2 separate regions of the Sus scrofa genome follow, and region 2 is linked to region 1. Evidence: chromatin contacts called from public promoter capture Hi-C data. All regions are on one chromosome and are shown on one strand. Each heading gives the region's core, a stretch centred on a gene start, on an enhancer-like site or on the middle of the called end of the contact. The rest is flanking DNA. Distances are from core to core; before and after follow the strand shown. Region 1 holds the start of DEGS1 (delta 4-desaturase, sphingolipid 1). Region 2 holds the start of NVL (nuclear valosin-containing protein-like).

Region 1 (6,192 bases), core at 269-2,768:
TATGTTAATGCAAAGATATGTCCGTGACAATTCATAGCAGATTTATTTATAATAAGTAGCTCAAAACTAGAAAAAATCCACACATCTATCACTTGGTGATGGGATAAATAAGTCTGGCAGCTTGAGATGTAAAAATACTGTTAGCAATAAAAAGGAATAAATTATTGACACAAGCATCAACAGGCACAGATCTCAAAAACATAACATTGAGGAAAGGAAATCTTCCTCAAAAGAATATATCATGGCGTTCCCGTCGTGGTGCAGTGGTTAACGAGTCTGACTAGGAACCATGAGGTTGCAGGTTTGATCCCTGGCCTTGCTCAGTGGGTTAAGGATCCAGCGTTGCTGTGAGCTGTGGTGTAAGTTGAAAATGCAGCTTGGATCTGGCATTGCTGTGGCTGTGGTGAAGGCCGGTGGCTACAGCTCGGATTAGACCCCTAGCCTGGGAACCTCCATATGTTGTGGGAGCGGCCCTAGAAAAGGCAAAAGGACAAAAAAAAAAAAAAAAAAAAAAAAAAAAAAACCGAAACCCAAAACAAAACAAAAAAACTTGACAATTTGAATCACAATCTAAATAAGATCAATAGGTGTTCCCTCGTGGCTCAGCGGTCCAGGATGGTCACTGCTGTGACTCTGGTTACAGCTGTGGTGCGGGTTCCAACCCTGGCCGGGTAACTTCCACTGACAGAGGCAAAAAAACAAAAACAAGAACGAAAAACCAATACATTGCAATTTCCTCTTTTCCTTGTTTCTTTTGCATTTTACTTATTAAAGTACCCAGTACGTTGTCCCATATTTAAGGTCTTGCGATTCCATAGCTGTGGTGTAGCATAACATTCTCCTCTGTTCCATTTTCTACTCATTACAGTTGTATCTCGGGGCTTGCGGGTTCGTGCCGTTCGCTTACTCTGCGGCACACTCTGTTGGTTATCGTCCTTTTTGTCATCTTAGTCAAAGTTTCTTTTTTAATGGAGAAGTGGTAACTTATTTTGAAACAAAACGTCCCCTCCTTCAGGAAGAGGTGGTGGTTCGGACCGCTTCTGTGACAGATGTAAGGTTGAGCAATCACCTTGTAAGAGCAATAGAATAATTCAGGCGAAACAAATTCCTCCTCATTTTTCACTCTCAACAGCAGTGATTTCCTTTCTCTTTATTAGCTTTTAATAGCCACACACTCCGCATTTTTCCCCGTGAGGTATTATTTCCAGTAGGCGGCCAAAAATAAACAAAACTTGGGCTAGATGCCATTCATTAATGACCAAGGATCCTCGTGATGGAGCTCCGGCCTTCCCCGGAGGCGTTAAAGCGCAATCTGTAACTTAAGACCTTTTTCACCTTTTCCCCGGGCTCGGGCACCGGCACCTGGCAGGATAGGCCGCAGGGAACCGGGACTCGCAGGAACACTCTGCGTGGGCTTCGCCCGCCCCGCCGCGCTCCCCCTGGGGGCGTGGGGCGGGGGCGGGGCCTCTGGACTCCGCCCCGGCCTCCTTCTCCTCCGTGGCTCCGCCCTCCGCCGGCTGACACGAGTCGGGAGCTGCCGCCGCTGCCGTCGCCGCTTTCGCCTTCACCTCGGAGATCGAGAGCGGGGAGCAGGCTCGCGAGCCGCCGCCGCCTCCGTCGCCGCCATGGGGAACCGAGTTGCGCGGGAAGACTTCGAGTGGGTCTACACTGACCAGCCCCACGCCAGTCGGCGCCAGGAGATCCTGGGTGAGGTCTGGGCCTGCGCCCCGTTATGTGCGCGCGCGCGGCCTCCCGCCTCCAGGACGCGCCCTCCGTGAGCAGCCCCTGAACGCCCGAGGCCCGTTAAGAGCCGGCTCCTGCCGCGTCCAGCCGCCGCCCGGGCAGGTTGGCCGCGCCGCGGCGCGGGAAAGGCCAGGGTAGGCTCAGGCCCGAGCTCCCGGGCTCGGGCTCGGGCTCGGGCTCGGGCCCGGGGCGGGAGGGAAGGAGCCCCGCGCGTCCCCGGCCCTTCGGCGGAGAGCTCAGGCGCGCCCTCGAGCGCGGGCGTCCGGTCCCGACCTGGGTTTGCTTAGAGCCGGGTCCCCCGAGCGCCTTGATTCCTATGCCGCTGGTGGGTGCCGTTTCCTCTCCCTCCTCACCCTCCTCCACCTCTGCCGACCCGGCCTGGCCGAAGCCAGCCAGCGAGCTTGCGCCAGGCAGGGCGTGGCCCGCCAGCATCTTGGGGCCCACGCGCTGGGCGCGCTGACGTTGGCAAGACGCGGACAGGCGATCCTGGCAAGAGCTGCTTGCGGTCTTGGGCCCGGGGAGGGGTCGGGTGGTACCCGACTGGTGTGACCCCGCGGTGAGCGTTCCAGGATCTGGGTCCTGCTATGATCAGGCCGCTCTCATCCTCACAGCAAGAAGGGGTGCAAAAAGGGCAGTTTCATATATATTTTTTCATCCATCCCAGTTCTGTAGATGAAAGTCTGAAGTATGGAAGACTTGCCAAGATTAGCCTTCTCGACCCCTAACTGCTAACTTAGGGCCTTTACATCAGGTTAACTAGGCCTCTAGAGGTGTAAGGCGCTCAGCTATTTGCAGCTTCTGTACTGCACAGAGAATTCTCTCCTTTCTCCCAGGGTACTTTTAATGATATGGTAGGCATTGTGTTGAGTGCTTTACAAACATTACCCAATTTAATCCTCCCAATGAGGAGGATTCTCCCTATTTCAAAGATGAGGTAAGGGCGAATAAGTAAATGTTAGAGGGAATTCTGATGTGGGTTAGATTGCGTCCAAAGCAGATGCTTTTAACCTCTTGGCTGTTGTTTCAAAAATCAGGAGAGTAGTGGGTGGCAAGTTGAATAGGAGGAACTCTTTCTCATACACAGTATTCCCCTAGTTTTTCTTCTCCATTTGTGCAGTGAAAAGAAAAAGCGAGCCCCTGATTTTTTTTTCTGGGGTATCTAAGGGTGGAAAGTTCATGTATTCACAAAAAGGAGTTAGTAGATCCCATTGAAATGGATTTTTAAAAATTGAGTCAGTAAATTGGGAGTCGAGCCTTTATAGTTGCTATCAAGGGTAGCCTATTAAGAGACTGGTTCTTGGATGCCTTCCTTCTTTTTACTTTTAATTAAAGCATGTATTTTGCACATCACTTACACATAAGAGATAGCATAAGGTTCATTTTTTATCTATGCCTGATCACACTGCATAAGAGTAATCTGGTATCCACCCTCACCAACTCCTGGATACTGGAACTTAGCTGTTTAATATTCAGAAAATCAAGGAAGTAGAAAGGTGATTGTTGATGCTTATCTCAATATTGAGCCTTTTCCCCACAAACTTATTATCACTGGACCATTTCACTTGAAAAGTAAAAGGACTATATACTTCTCAATGAAAACATTATTTTCCCTGCAGGTATAAATACTGTTCTGTGTTCCATTTCAGGGGTGGAGCTGGAATAACCTCAGGAAAGATAAGAATCTGGAGGCTTGTTTAAACTATACTTAAATGGGAGTTCCTGTCGTGGTGCAGTGGTTAACGAATCCGACTAGGAACCATGAGGTTGCGGGTTCGGTCCCTGGCCTTGCTCAGTGGGTTAAGGATCCGGCGTTGCTGTGAGCTGTGGTGTAGGTTGCAGACGCGGCTCGGATCCCGCATTGCTGTGGCTCTGGTGTAGGCCAGTGGCTACAGCTCCGATTCAACCCCTAACCTGGGAACCTCCATATGCCGCAGGAGCGGCCCAAGAAATAGCAAAAAGACAAAAACAAACAAACAAACAAACAAACAAACAAAAAAACTATACTTAAATGATGAGATATTTCTAGACATATCAGATTTTTAGGGAGAGAGAGGCATGAGAGAACATGTGTATGTTGTGTGACAACCAATATCTGTACACTAAATTGACCTTTAAAGTTTATGTTAAAAGTTCATTTAGAGAGTTCCCTTGTGGCTCAGCAGGTTAAGGATCCGATATTGCCACTGCAGTGGCTCTTATCATTCTGTTGGCATGGGTTCATTTCCTAGCCCAGGGAATTTCCACATGTCTCAGACATGGCAAAAAAAAAAAAAAAAAAAAAAAAAAGCCTCCATTCAAAATTAATGAAGGCTAAGGCACTAGAGCATTATTAATGGTTCGGATGATCACAGGAAATGCTTCTTTAATGCTGTGCTTCCACAGGGAAACAGCGTATTTTGACAGCCTTATTAAGATATAATTCACAAGCTATAAAGTTCACCCACTTAAAGTATATATATCACTGTTTTTTTAGCGTATTCTCAGAGTTTTAAATTATCACTATGGGTGTTCCCATCGTGGCTCAGCGGAAATGAAATCTGACTAGCATCCATGAGGACACAGGTTTGATCCCTGGCCTCACTCAGTGGGCTAAGGATCTGGCATTGCCGTGAGCTGTGGTGTAGATCGCAGACACGGCTCAGATCCCACGTTGCTGTGGCTGTAGAGTAGACTGGCAGCTACAGCTCCAATTCAACCCCTAGCCTGGGAGCCTCCATATGCTGCAGGTGTGGCCCTAAAAAGACAAAATAGATAAATAAATAATAAAAGAATTAAAAAATAAACTATCACAACAATCTAATTTTTAGAAAATTTTGTTATACCAAAAAGAAAATCTTATGTTCATTAGCAGTCTCCATGGTCCCCGTCTCCAACTCCCAGTCCTAGGCAACCACTAATCTTTCTGTTTCCATAGATTTTCCCAGCTGGGACATTGCTTACAAATGAAATCAGACAGTACTTGACCTTTTGTGATTGATTCTTTCACTTAGAGTAATGTTTTCAGGACTCATCCCTGATGTAGCATATATCAGTTCTCCACTCCTATTTGTGGCCAAATAGTTTTTGTGCGTGGTGTAAGAGAGAGGCCCAATTTTGTTTTTGCATGTGGATAGCCAGTTGTTCTAGCACCATCTGTTGAAAAAACTATTCTTTCCCCATTTAATTGTATTGGCACACTTGCGGAATTTATTTATTTATTTATTTATTGTCTTTTTAGTGACACACCCATAGCATATGGAGGTTCCCAGGCTAGGGGTCCAATTGGAGCCATAGCTGGTAGCCTACACCACAGTCACAGCAACACCGGATTTGAGCCACAAGCTGTGGCAACACGGGATCCTTAACTCACTGAGTGAGGTCAGGGATCAAACCTCACCCACATCTTCCTGGATACCAGTCTGGTTCTTAACCTGCTGGCCACAATGGGAACTCCACAGTATTGATTATTATATACTATTACACCTTTGCAAACATTTGGTACAGAATTCCTTAGAGCAAGTTGATTTGTCTGAGAACTGCCATGTTTCATGATTTTAGAGTCCTTAGAAAATGTGTATTTTCTATACCTTGTCAGTTGTCTCAGTTTAATCAAGTGTTATATAAGGTAAAAATACTGGAGCTCTAAGCAGAAATAATATTTTATTTCTGTATAAAATAACATGTTTTAATATAAAAGAATTATTATCCACCAGTGAACCAAATGCTTGGTATTCTTTGGAGAAATGCTCAAAATGCTCATATTTTAATGAATGACTTATTTGAACTTTTCATTTATCTCAGGAAAGTTAGTTTTAGACTAATTCACCTGATATTTACATCAGGATAATTAGTTTTAGACTAAAGCCTGTAGGGTTACTTTTTTTGTCCTGTTGCCTACAAAATTATTAACATTTGATGAAATGAATAGATACCAAGAAAGATGAGAGGTTAGAGGATGGAGACAGAAGAGAGGAAAGAAACAGGAAGAATTACCTGGAATTAACACCACTTTTATTTCTTGTATATAAAACGACCTAAATAACTTCCTATCTTGCATTTTAAGCTTTTATTTAGTTCTTCACTTTACATTTAGAGAAAAGAGGGTAAAATTGCTCTTTTTTCCCTATGTATCCTTTCAAGAACATTCTGGAGTTCCCATCGTCGCTCAGCAGAAACAAATCTGACTAGCATCCATGAGGATGCAGGTTCGATCCCTGGCCTTGCTTAGTGGGTTAAGGATCTGGCGTTGCCATGAGCTGTGGTGTAGGTCACAGACGTGGCTCTGACCCCACGTTGCTGTGGCTGTGGTGTAGGCCAGTGGCTACAGCTCTGATTCGACCCCTAGCCTGGGAACCTCCATATGCCACGGGTGCAGCCCTAAAAAGAAAAAAGACAAAAATAAATAAATAAAAACATTCTGAATGACCTATCCCAAGAGAAAGGTCCGTCCCTTTGCAAACCTGGATGGAA
Region 2 (6,272 bases), core at 1,962-4,461, 110 kb after region 1:
ACTCATAAGGGATATTTTATTTTATTTTGTCTTTTGTCTTTTTAGGGCCACACTCAGGCATACGGATATTCCCAGGCTAGGGGTCTAGTCAGAACTACAGCTGCTGGCCTACACGACAGCCACAGCAATGCCCCGATCCAAGCCACATCTGCAACCTATACCCAGCTCGCAGCAACGCCAGATCCTTAACCCACTGAGTGAGGCCAGGGATCAAACCCACAACCTCATGGTTCCTAGTCAGATTCATTTCTGCTGCGCCAAGACAGGAACTCCCATGAGGGATATTTTAAATTTGAGGGAACACAGAAATATCTGTCATCTGTCCAACACTGCAGGAACTACAGGTGAACCTTGAGCAACACAGGTCTGAGCTGCACCAGTTCATTTATTTCTTTCAATAAAACCTTATGACATGATCCAGGGTTGGCTGAATATGCTGTTGCAGAACCACAAATATGAAGAGCTATAAAGTTAATTATACACAGATTTTCAACTGAGCAGGGGTCAGTGCCCCTAACCCTCATGTTATTCAAGGGTCAACTGTACTAGCCTGAGACCATTCATGGTTTCAATATTAAATCATTTTTTAATGGCCACACCCACAACTTATGAAAGTTCCTGGGATTGAATCCAGCTTCAACTGCAGCAATGCCAGATCCTTTAATCCATCGCACCAGGTTGGGAATCAAACCCATACCTCCACAGTGACCTGACTCGCTGCAGTCAGATTCTTAACCCACTTTGCCACAGAGAGAACTCCTTAAATCAACTTTTTCATGTTGTCATAGCTTTGAAAATCTGTCTTCAGCCTTTGCTGTAATAAACTTCAATGTGGAACAGGAAATGAGATTGGCAGTGCCAATGTGAAGGTATGAGAAGTGTGGCACACAAAGTAATTGCAGTTATTTAAGAATGAAATACAAGGGGTTCCTGTCGTGGATCAGTGGTTGATGAACCCGACTAGTATCGATGAAGATGCAGGTTCGATCCCTGGCCCTGCTCAGTGGGTTAAGGATCCCGTGTTGCTGTGAGCTGTGGTGTAGGTCGCAGACATGGCTCAGATCCCACGTTGTTATGGCTGTGGCGCAGGCCGGTGCCTACAACTCCGATTGGACCCTCACCTGGGAAACTCCATATGCTTTGCTGCAGCCCTAAAAAGACAAAAAGACAGGGAAAAAAAAATGAAATACAAACATACTAAGTTTTCTCTAATTTTTACATATTATCTTTTCTAAAAACTACTAAGTTATTTGGACTAAATAGTTATTAAGTTGCCTGAACCTACTACTTAATAAACAGGCCTATTAGGTATTACTTTTGGCCTCGGAGCACCATGGAAAAAATTACTGCGAAACTAAAGGCCTGCTGGACTTGTTCCAGGGGTCTTCTACACATTATTTTTGTTAGTACTCACAATGTTATGAGGTAGATGTTATATGAGACTTTACAAGGTTAATTACTGGAGTTCCTGTTGCAGCTCAGTGGAAACAAACCCAACTAATACCCATGAGGACACGGGTTCAATCTCTGGCCTCGCTCATTTGGTTAGGGATCTGGCATGGCCATGAGCTGTGGTGTAGGTCGCAGACTCAGCTCGGATCTGGCATTGCTGTGGCTGTGGCTATGGCATAGGCCAGAGGCTACAGCTCCAATATGTCCCTATCTTGGGAACCTCCATACGCCGGGAGTGCGGCCCTAAAAAGACAAAAGACAAAAAAACGAAGTTCAGTTTGGATGTGTTAAGTTGAAAATAACCTATCAGACACTCAAGAGATGTTCAGTAGGCAACTGGATATTTCAATATGGAACTCAAGATAAAATCTGCATTGAATCATAATATAAATTTATAAGTCATGAATGTATAGATAGTATTTGTTTATTATTTATTGTCTTTTTAGTGCTGCACCCGTGGCATATGAGGTTCCCAGGCTAGGGGTCAAATTGGAGCTACACCTGCCAGCCTATGCCGCAGCTGCAGCAACGCCAGATCCAAGCTGCCACATCTGCAATCTACACCACAGCTCACAGAAACACCAGATCCTTTACCCACTGAGCAAGGCCAGGGATCAAACCTGTGTCCTCATGGATACTAGTCAGATTCATTTCTAACGAGCCACAACAGGAACTCCTACAGACAGTATTTTTAAAAAGTACTGGACTGAAATCATCTAGAAGTGTGGATTGATAAGAGAGGAGTTGAGAATAAAGAAAGAGAAGTTGGGAGTTCCTGACATGGATCAGAGGTGACAAACCCGACCAGTATCCATGAGGACTAGGGTTCCGTCCCTGGCCTTGCTCAGAGGGTTAACCATCCAGCATGGCCAGTGAGCTGTGGTGCAGGTCAGCAGCTGCAGTGCCAATTTGATCCCCAGCCTGGGAGGTTCCATATATCATGGGTGCAGCCCTAAAAAGGAAAAAGAAAAGGAAAGGAAAGAAAGAAAGAGAACGTAAGAGCACAGACGCTCAGGGCACTTCCAACACTTAAAAATGGTAGGAAGTGCTGGATCCAAAAAGGAAACTATTCTGCAGCCCATAAGATAAAAAAACAACAGGAGTTATAGTTACTCTAGGCACTTAGACTGCTGCTGACTGTTCCATTCCAAGACATTCACCACACATTGCCTTCTACGGATAATTATGACAATGAAAAAAGCTGTAGGTAAAGTACCTATTATAAAGTCAGATGTACAGTACCTATTTTTACTGTGTTCCGACTTGATTTCAAGTTTCTTGAGAATGGAAATTAACGTACTCTTTTTGGCCCCCAAAATGCCCCATCTACATGGGCCTTTGCAAAACCTTCTGTCCTAAGAAAGACAAGACAGATTTAAACTCAAAGGCCATCTCCACTCTCTCTGCAGATCTGCACTGAGGTCAACCAGATCTGGGCAGGCCCCCATCAGGCTGTAGCTTCCCACGGGCCCCGGCTTCTTCTTGAAGCCCGCCCGACAGCCGGGAGGAAAGGCTTTGAACCACCCACGGAGGAATGGAACTGTAAAAAGCCCCAGATCGGAACCAAGACTGGAGCAGGCAGCTAGTCGGGTTCGACCTGGGAGCCGCCCGGGAAAGGGTCTGCCTTGACCTTAGGCAACGAACTCTGACCACTGCGAGGCCCCGCCGTGCAGGGTACACACCTGGATGACACGCTGTTTCAGCTTATTATCCACAAACCTAGCGGGTCTGGGCTTCATCACGTCTGCCTCCGCCGCTGCCGCCTGGGCTTCACGTGAACCGGGGGCCTCCCCGAGGCTGCCCGCAGCGATCGCCCGGCCAGCCGCCCGCGAAATGCGCCCCAGCCAGCCGAACCCGGGCCGTTCCCGTCAGGACTAAGGTGCCGCGAGTAAAGGAAAAAACTACGGAGAACACGGAGGAGACTTGAAAGCATTAGGGAGTTTCTAGGAGTCTTATTTTACAGGCTTGTTCAAGAGGCGCTGGATGACAAGGACCCCTTTGAATACGCTCAACTTTATTGTTCCCAACTATGCGGACACTCGCGTGGGGCAGCGGCGGGGAGGTTCCCCCAGGGGCTCAGCCGCTCGTCTCTTGGCAGTAGGTTTCATTCCAGCCATTCCAACCGCACCCTATTCGAGTGCAAAGTTAATCTTGAGCTACAATCTTAAGAAAAACCAAAACTAGACACTTGGGAGGATTAGATCAAGATTAGAAACACACTGCCTCCCTGCTGCTTGCTTTCCCGCCTAATGACCCACTTGACTGAGGCCCCACAAAGGGGCTAGGTGTCGAAAAAAAAAGGAAAGACCTGTTTACCCAGGTAACCAACTCGTCTGTTACATTTGGAAATCATTTGCTCTTAGGCTATTTTGTACAGATAATTCATTGAGCGCATCCAGCAGAAGACTCCATCTTGGCCTAGAAATTGCCTGGAAATTTATTAAGTGAATGTATTTGCCCCAAGAAATTTACCTTGCAGCTAAGGAAATGCAGATAAAGGGACACTTGTTTTAAAGTTTACCAGCTTTAATTTCTAGTTTTTTGCTTGTTTGATCGTGTTTTTAGTATTCTTGAGATCTTACTTGGTTTACAGTATCAAGTGCAGTCTAAGCATGTATTAAGGTGTGGAGAGGGAAGGAGAGGAAATGGAATTAAGAGAGGGTGAGGAGTTCCCCCGGTGGCTCCGCAGAAAACGAATCTGACTGGCATCCATGAGAATGCAGGTTCCATCCCTGGCCTCGCCCAGTGAGTTAAGGAGCTGGCCTTGCCAAGATCCGTGATGTATGTCACAGAAGCGGCTCAGGCCCGGTATTGCTGTGGCGTAGGCGGCAGCTACAGCTCCGAATAGACTCCTAGCCAGGGAACCTCCATATGCCGCGGGTGCGGCCCTAAAAAGACAAAAGACGAAAAAGAAAAAAAAAAAAGGAGAACGTGAGATGTTGACAGTGCGGATAAAGAATGTTGCCTGTGGAGTTCCTGTTGTGGCGCATCCGAAACACATCCAACTGGTATCCATGAGGACACAGGTTCAGTCCCTGGCCTAGTTCAGTGGGTTAAGGATCCTGCATTGCACTGATCTGTGGTATATGTCACAGATTCAGCTCGGACCCGAGTTGCTGTGGCTGTGGTGTAGGCCAGCAGTGCAGCTCCTACTAGACCCCTAGCCTGGAAACTTCCATATGCAGCAGGTGTGGCCCTAAAAAGCAAAAAAAAAAGTTGCCTGCCATTTCAGTAATAAGTAAATGAGGATGTTGTGGCCATAAAGCCGTCATCTACTTGCAGCTTGCCCCCGAGAAGAATGCAGGATGGAGAAAAATAGGATAGTTAAGATGCAAATCAAAAAAATAATTGCAATTAGCTCAGGCTTTTGGATCTTCCCATATGTAGAAAGCACTAAAGTCATTAAGTTGAGATGTCTGGTTTTGTGCTTAGCAGTAATCTTTTGCTATTTGACTATATGGTTTTGTTTTGTTTGTCCAGCAAAAACTCTCATACAGCCTGGCTCCTCCCTTATCTCTTTGGAATAGTTTCTCGGAGCTATCTAAGATGCTGCTTCCCGGCTTGTAGTCCTCAGTAAGTCTGCCAAATAAAAAACATAATTCTCAACTTTTAGGTTATGCATTTTTTTCAGTCGACAACAGATAGCTCAATCTTCTAGTCAGGAGAGTACTGACTTATTTTCTGTTCAGAATTCAAAGCATATCACTGCTCTTTTTCCCAGATGGTTCTTATCTGTACACTGGATAAAGTATAGATTCTCATTCTGCTATTCAAAACATTTGTTTATTTGGCTCCAACTTCATTCCCTATTTCTTCACTATATCAGTACTCTGCTTTAGCTAGGTAGCATTGCCTCCATTTATTCAGTCAATGAATATTTATTCAAGCCCTCTATGTCACAGGCACTGGGTACCACTATGAAGAAACAGAAAAAAGGGTTCCCTGGTGGCCTACTGACTAAGGGTCTGGCATTGTCACTGCTGTGGCTCACTTCACTGCTGTGGTGTGGGTTTGATACCTGACCTTTGAATTTCCACATGATTCAGGCAAGCCCCCCAAAAAAAGAAGAAAGAAGAAACAGAAAAAATTCCTGTTTCTATGGAGCTTACAATTCTACTGGAAAGTAGTGATAATAGACAGATAAATATTTTTTTTTCTTTTTACAGCTGGTAAAGTCCCAGGGTAGGGTTTTAATCAGAGATGCAGCTGAGGCCTATACCACAGCCACAGCAACACCAGATCCAAGCTGCATCTGTGACCTACACCATAGTGTCATCCTTAAACCACTGAGTCACAATGAGAACTCCGATAAATAAAACTATACTCAGCCCTTTGCTGTCACTGACATAGCCTCTTTTTACAAGGTTTTTCTTGGCCAGCTTGTGAGTTCCAGAATCCTACCTACAGCCTTTCCTAATATTCTGTCTTGTTAAAATCTCCACCCATTGAACCCTCCTTTCATCCTTTCAGCAAGCATTTATTGAGTACCTACCAGTATCAGTGGGGGGGGGCAAAATAATTATAATTGTAAATTTTATAACCTTTGAAATTAGCTTAAGTATTTATGTAATCCATTATAATAAACTTCAGCAAAGATTCCTTACAATATGGTTTATTAGTCTATAATTTGTTTGAGAGTACTATTATACATTTAAAGTTGGATTCATGAGTGTGTGCTCTGTACAATTGCAAAGTGCTTTGTGCTCAGAAGGGCTCCATACTTTAATGCTCTGCAGTGACTGTCTTGAAGGTTTTATTTTTTTATTTTATTTATTTATTTATTTTTGTCTTTTTGTGTTTTTCTAGGGCTGCACCCGCGG

Evidence for each region. Promoter capture Hi-C pulls out the DNA fragments that hold promoters and counts their contacts.
Region 2: a contact with region 1 is called in a promoter capture Hi-C map of fetal liver, with 3 times the contacts expected there. The contact joins the promoter of NVL here to the promoter of DEGS1 in region 1. A contact is called at or near these places in 2 of 5 promoter capture datasets (fetal liver and liver), 18 of 47 Hi-C or Micro-C datasets (alveolar macrophages, blood, brain and 10 more) and 2 of 2 datasets of contacts at active chromatin or transcription factors (alveolar macrophages and skeletal muscle).

The regions. Positions count from the first base shown.
Region 1 is chr10:12,556,247-12,562,438 of Sscrofa11.1, forward strand. DEGS1 (delta 4-desaturase, sphingolipid 1) reads left to right here and starts at 1,519. Exons shown (of 3, transcript NM_001244121.1): 1 at 1,519-1,707. The coding sequence starts at 1,626. It overlaps LOC110255640 (a long non-coding RNA gene), which reads right to left and starts at 1,419. Exons shown (of 3, transcript XR_002336219.1): 1 at 1,336-1,419.
Region 2 is chr10:12,667,398-12,673,669 of Sscrofa11.1, forward strand. It overlaps NVL (nuclear valosin-containing protein-like), which reads right to left and starts at 3,212. Exons shown (of 26, transcript XR_002336213.1): 1 at 3,135-3,212; 2 at 1,122-1,151. It overlaps LOC110255641 (a long non-coding RNA gene), which reads left to right and starts at 3,639. Exons shown (of 3, transcript XR_002336220.1): 1 at 3,639-3,772; 2 at 4,933-5,025; 3 at 5,355-6,236.